Linked DNA regions of Mus musculus: region 1 is linked to region 2. Evidence: chromatin contacts called from public promoter capture Hi-C data. All regions are on one chromosome and are shown on one strand. Each heading gives the region's core, a stretch centred on a gene start, on an enhancer-like site or on the middle of the called end of the contact. The rest is flanking DNA. Distances are from core to core; before and after follow the strand shown. Region 1 overlaps Map4k4 (mitogen-activated protein kinase kinase kinase kinase 4). Region 2 holds the start of Creg2 (cellular repressor of E1A-stimulated genes 2).

Region 1 (2,700 bases), core at 21-2,520, 290 kb after region 2:
GAGGGTTGGAAAGAAACCCAGAAGAGGCCACATAATACAGTGACATTGACAGAGAATAACTACCGAGTTGTGTGTTGTCATAAGAGCGAGCAGCAGGGTAAAATGTACTTTTTTTTTTATCTGTTTAGAGTAACCTATTGAGGTAGTTGAGGGTATGGACAGCTAGTCCCCCCCCCACCCCCCCATCTTGTATTAGCTTAGAAAAGTTAATGAGGAATTTGCCTGTGCTAGATTTGTGAATCTTGATTAACAAAGTGACAAGATTTTGTCAAATGCTTTCTAAAAATGGAATTTGTTTTGATATATATGTATTTTTTAAGTAGAGTGAAAAATTCTTGTATTCTGGCCTAAAATTTCCTAAAAGATTTCTTGTAGGTTTCCTAGTAAAGGCTTTCTGTCTGTCATAAAGATTGAATTCACATGGCCAGGACTAGGGACTAAAAGTAAGTGCTTCAGCCTGGCAAGAAGACTGTCCTGTCTTCTTCACTGTTTGTCTCCCACCCTCCCATTTTCCATTTTTAGGACTCTGCAGGAGGGAAAGTCTGCACAGCTAGTGTTGGGTGGGCCTAGGACACTATTGGAGGAGCTGAAGGGCATCATGTCTCCCAGACCTGGCTTCTGGTCCCTAGTGTATTCTTCATCCTTACAGTCAGTAGCTGAGTTTGGCTTCTTCTGGGATCGGGGTCCGTGTTGCACAGGACAAAATGTGTATACGGGCATTTGTGTTTGCATTAAGAACTGCCTGTTGCAGGAATGCTGGCCATGTAGCTGTGCAGCAGGAAGGCTTAGCCATATCTGAGTTCTGAGTTTGGTAAAAGGGATAATGGAAGTCGGCTGCATTTCATCCTTTCCTTGTTTCCCACCTTCGTGGCCAGTAAACACGGTTTCTTCCACATCGCCCACTTCCCTTAAAGTACTTTTAAGGATGTTTTTATTAATAAGCTGTTAGTTACTACTGTGAGGGATACTCTCTGAGGAAGGAGAACTATCTGAGAGAACTTGACAGAACCTTGTGCATTCATACATCCACCTTTGCTTTCTCATTGGCCATTGGCCTTTTCATTATGAGCTGTCACTGAAGATTTGACTGTGCCTGCTCTTAGTTCTGTACAGTAAGAAAGGAATATTAAAATATAACCCACCATTTTTGTTGGGAGTGAAAATATTGGCATTGTGAGCATTTTGGGGCTTTGAGTCATATGTACACACATCTTAACTGACAGTTAGCATTTTTTCCTAGTTGACTGCCTAGGGGCAGGAAGTAAACCCAGCCAGTGCTACAGTTCCTCTTCACTTGGCTGTGCTGTGAAGTGGCTGTCCTAGTGAGCCTTATTCATAGAGCTGGGGAACAGTGGCTCTGCACTGCTGTTGCATTTCTGGGCACGTGGAGTATAGCAATACCCTCAGTGTTGCTGGTCTTGGGGAGGTGGTGTTTGTCGCCTTGTTTTGTTCTGTGAGGTGGTGTGTGTGTGTGTGTGTGTGTGTGTGTGTGTGTGTGTGTGTAAGGGATAGAGAGTCGAGTTTCCTTTTGTTGCTGAGGATGCTCAATGAGGTGAGCATCTGCTCAGTAGAAAGGCGTGCCAGCTTTCTGCCTGTACATCATGAGAACAGCGGATGCCCCTCTCTTTGTGTTTGACCCATCTTTGCCTCAGGAGGTCATGAAGACTCTGATCTTAAAATAAATCATAGACCCTAAGTGCTGCTTCTCAGACCCTCCTGCGAGGTTTCATTATAGGCCTAAATATAAGCTGTAGCTGACATCACATCTGGAAACTGAGGAGACGCAATATAGACCAGCCTGTTCTTGTTTGTAGCTGGGGAAATCAGTACTTATCCTTCAGTGGTTAAAGGTCGGTGGGAGTGGCATTTGTAGTGCTAGTGTCAGGAGGGACCCCACGCCCCTGTCCTTTGTGCTTTGTGATCCTCTTTGTCACAGGGCTGCCTTGTTTATCCCTTAGGCCTGCAGCTTGGTGTTAGCACTGACTTTATCCAGGTGTTGTTGAAGCTGTAGGCATACCTCCATAGGTAGTGAGTTTTGTATTTTATTTCATGGAGAACACAGATGCAGGGCTTGCTTAGCTTCTGAGGTCTCAGTTGTTGAGAGCACTGCACAAGGATTTGTGTGTAGCTTTGAGATAGAAGGTACATGAGCGGAAAGCTTAGGCCTAAGGAACCTTCAGCAGTAGTTCATGAAGTTAAGTGACGTCAGAAACTCGTTGCTGTGGGTATTATTTTGTGAGTGCTTTTGGAATAATGACCTATTAACCTATTTTTAGATCATCCTCACTTGGCAGTTCTAGAATACTTGTTACAAGTTTCAGAAACATTGCAAATAAACTATGTTTCTGTGTCTGTGAGAACACCATCCTAGCAAGTAATAAAAACTGTAGGGAGTAGGTCATATCTACAGCATAATGATCTGTTGTTTGCAAATAATAAAAATCAAAGTGTAAAATTCATTCCAGAATTTTAATTCAGTAAATCAAATGTACAGTTCTAGTAACCGATCATTGAGTATTTATTTTTTATTTTTATTTTTTATTTTTTTGTTACTCAGAAATCCGCCTGCCTCTGCCTCCCAAGTGATGGGATTAAAGGTGTGCACCACCACTGCCCGGCAGATCATTGAGTATTTTAAATGGGAAAATAAAACTTTATAAAAACAGTCTGCCATGTAACAGTGGATTTGATGGTAGAACT
Region 2 (2,959 bases), core at 392-2,891:
ACTTAAAGTCTGTATTCTCTAAGGTATATGTTAAACGTGTAAAAAGTCTTTGAACCCTGGGAATACAGAACTGGCTTAGACTCAGATGTAGAAAGAGAACAAGATCATTGCCATTATTAGGATAAAGTTGTCATTAGATAATTTTTGAAGAAGAAGAAGAAAGAACTTTCAAGCTCTGCCCACCGAATTTCTTAGTTTTGTAGATGTTTTGGCCAAGCTGGGGTTAGTGAGACCCAGAGCTGTGGCAAGAACCAGACTCCCACACCGCGGGATACATAACAAAGCCCTTCCCTGCACAGATTCAACAGGGGCTGGGCCCACAGCTCTGTTTACCAGACAGGACTAGAAGCTTTCTGGAGGCTATTCTTAGGGAATACAGAGCCTCGGCCCCTCTCCATGCCATTCTGGGTGGAAGGAAGCAGGATAAAATGTGAATACAGTTTTGTGGATCGAAAGAGACGAACTGCAGCTGAAACAGCTCCTCCAGCTGTTACCTTTTGCTTAAGCCCTCTTTCTAAAAAACCTGAGTTCCATTTTTTTTTAAAGTGTAAATGTCTACCGGAGTGTGGATGGCGTTCCTCTTCCACACCCACTTGGTGTGGGAGGCGGTGCCAGAGTCTGTCTGCAGGACTGTCGGAGCCTGCAGGGAGCTGGGAGCTGGATGCGCCTCATCTGTGATTCCAAAAGCGATCCTGCCTACGTTCCAGGTTTCCAGCTTGTCACTGTTTATCTGATCATCTCTTTGGCCATTTTAGTACACAGGGATTCAATCACTAACCACGAGACTGTTTCCCAGCTTCTCCTTCCTCCCCACTCACATGCACTTGGCCAGATGGACCGACCCATGCACACGCTGGTTCCGTTATTCACAGGGCATTCACAGCCTATGAACCTGTGAAACCGGAGTCGCCCTGCGTCCTGGAAGGGAGACGCGCACCGCCCCCGCGTCCCGACCTCTGGCTTACCTTTTCGTGGGTGGACACAGTGGCCAGACAGCCCCAGGAGCTAGCGTGGGCTAGGGAGCGGGCGGTGCCGGCATGCACCCTGGGGCCAGGGGATGCCTCAGATGAGCCGCTCTCCCGCCGGTAGGAGAACATGCCACGCGCGGCCGGTGCGGGCCTGGCGCGGGCGGAGCCCCGAGGTCGCAGGTGCGTGTCCTCCTTGTGCGCCGAGGCCGGAAAGCTCTGCTGCCAGATGCTACTCGAGTCCTCCAGCAGCGCGGGCAGCGCCTCCTCAGTGGATGCACTGTCCAGCTCCTCATCTACCTCGTTGGTGACAGCCCAGGACACGGAGCTCACGATCACGTAGCCGGCGGCTGGGGACAACAGGGCGCTGCAGCATAGCAACCAGGACAGGCGACTCCCTGGCCAAGCAGGACGCTCCCTGCCGGACAGCGACATCTTCTTGGAGGCGACGCGCCCTGTGGCGGGGACCACTGACCAAGCAGCGGCCAGCCAGGGGCGCCCCCCTGCGGCGGAGCGTGCGTCGGAACCCTTCTCCTCGTGATAGGATTCCCGGGTTGAGGGTCTCCAATCAGTCCGGGGGCCGGGGTTCCCTATTGCCTTACACTCCCGTAAGAAGCGAAGTCTGCTGCACGACCAGAGTCCCCTGCGTCCACCGCCGCTGCTGGGCGCAGAGTCCACGCGTGTCTTGGTTTTCCGCAGGATGGCAAGCGTTTTGCAGCCAGAGGGTGGGCGTTCACAGCTCAGGCTCAATGCACTCCTCCGCTCGTCAGCTGTGCGACTCTACCAAGCTGATTAACTTCTCTGAGCCAACAAGAAGGGCATCACCAGGCTCAGTTATTGCACCCCATCACCTCCGCAGAACCGGGAACCACAATACACCCACATCTTCCATCACTCACCCAGTCAGCAGTGTCCTGCGGTTAGCGACACAGACTAATAGAACTTTATTGTTGTTGGGTGTTTTGTTTTGTTTTTTGTTTTTTGTTTTTTTTTTTTGTTTTTTTGTTTTTGTTTTTGTTTTTTTTCGAGACGGGGTTTCTCTGTATATCCCTGGCTGTCCTGGAACTCACTCTGTAGACCAGGCTAGCCTCGAACTCAGAAATCTGCCTGCCTCTGCCTCCCAAATGCTGGGATTAAAGGCGTGTGCCACCTCTGCCCGGCTTAATAGCGTATTTTAAAAACCATCTTGTTCCAGTAAGAAGTTTAATAGATATCAAAATAACTTCAAAGTAATTATAATTTCTTACCTGTTCTTATGATATCCAGTCTTTGTCCCACCATGGAATATTTTCTATCGCTTATATTCCTAAAATGCAAGAGTCCTGCACTAACTGGTTCTATAAGAAAGTATCTTGAAATGGGATTTGAGTTTTTCCTACATGTCTTCACTGTGCCCTGCTGTGAAACTCCTGTGACTCTTCCTGGATGCCTGGATGTCAGCTGTGAACACAGCTGGTCTCTTTCTCTTTGCATGGGAACTTCTTGTCTCTCCCTGGATGCCCCTGGCTGCTCTTTCTCTCTCTCTCCCCTCCCCACCCCCCACCCCACAACCCCTTCTCTGCTCTCCGTCTGCTTTGAAACATTGATGGTGTCTTCAGTTTCTCCCCAAGACATCTTGTTTACTCTCATGGCTTCTGCTGTTATCGGCTGCTGCTCTCTCCCCAGCTTCACAGACCCTCTTATCCCCTGTTTAGGGGAAAGATGTGTTCCATGGTCTTGAGAGGCACAATGGGGAGTCATGGAAATACTACACACTGCAGCCAGGTATGATGGCACACACCTGTTATCTATCCTAGCACTCGACAGGTGGAGGCAGGAGATTCAGGAGTTCAAGGTCAGACTTAGCTAGGTAAGCAAATTTGAGACCAGCCTAGACTACATGAGACACCACCTCAAGATCCACCATAAAAACCAACAACTCCTCCTCCCTGAAATACAAATTAAAAATAATCCAGATCTTGTCCTATCATGTTCTGATTGTGGGATAGTGGCAT

The links. Promoter capture Hi-C pulls out the DNA fragments that hold promoters and counts their contacts.
Region 1: a contact with region 2 is called in a promoter capture Hi-C map of trophoblast stem cells, with 3 times the contacts expected there. The contact joins the enhancer-like site here to the promoter of Creg2 in region 2. A contact is called at or near these places in 12 of 39 promoter capture datasets (the C10 cell line, the HPC-7 cell line, embryonic stem cells and 6 more), 4 of 484 Hi-C or Micro-C datasets (cerebral cortex, embryonic stem cells and uterus), 6 of 115 datasets of contacts at active chromatin or transcription factors (bone marrow-derived macrophages, cardiomyocytes, craniofacial prominence and 3 more) and 4 of 9 other capture datasets (adipose tissue, bone marrow-derived macrophages, embryonic stem cells and 1 more).

The regions. Positions count from the first base shown.
Region 1 is chr1:39,943,256-39,945,955 of GRCm38.p6, forward strand. All of the region lies in intron 2 of Map4k4 (mitogen-activated protein kinase kinase kinase kinase 4), which reads left to right. Among named protein-coding and RNA genes, the nearest start is that of Map4k4, 44 kb to the left of the region's middle. RefSeq lists an enhancer at 2,355-2,700. Within about 2 kb of position 1,271, at least 107 of the 459 cell types and tissues checked have an H3K27ac peak or open chromatin away from gene starts, as enhancers often do. A contact at or near this core is called in the HPC-7 cell line, bone marrow-derived macrophages, cerebral cortex and 2 more, where this site is marked.
Region 2 is chr1:39,649,541-39,652,499 of GRCm38.p6, forward strand. It overlaps Creg2 (cellular repressor of E1A-stimulated genes 2), which reads right to left and starts at 1,642. Exons shown (of 4, transcript NM_170597.4): 1 at 966-1,642. The coding sequence starts at 1,400. D930019O06Rik (a long non-coding RNA gene) reads left to right here and starts at 1,928. Exons shown (of 2, transcript XR_001778897.2): 1 at 1,928-2,729.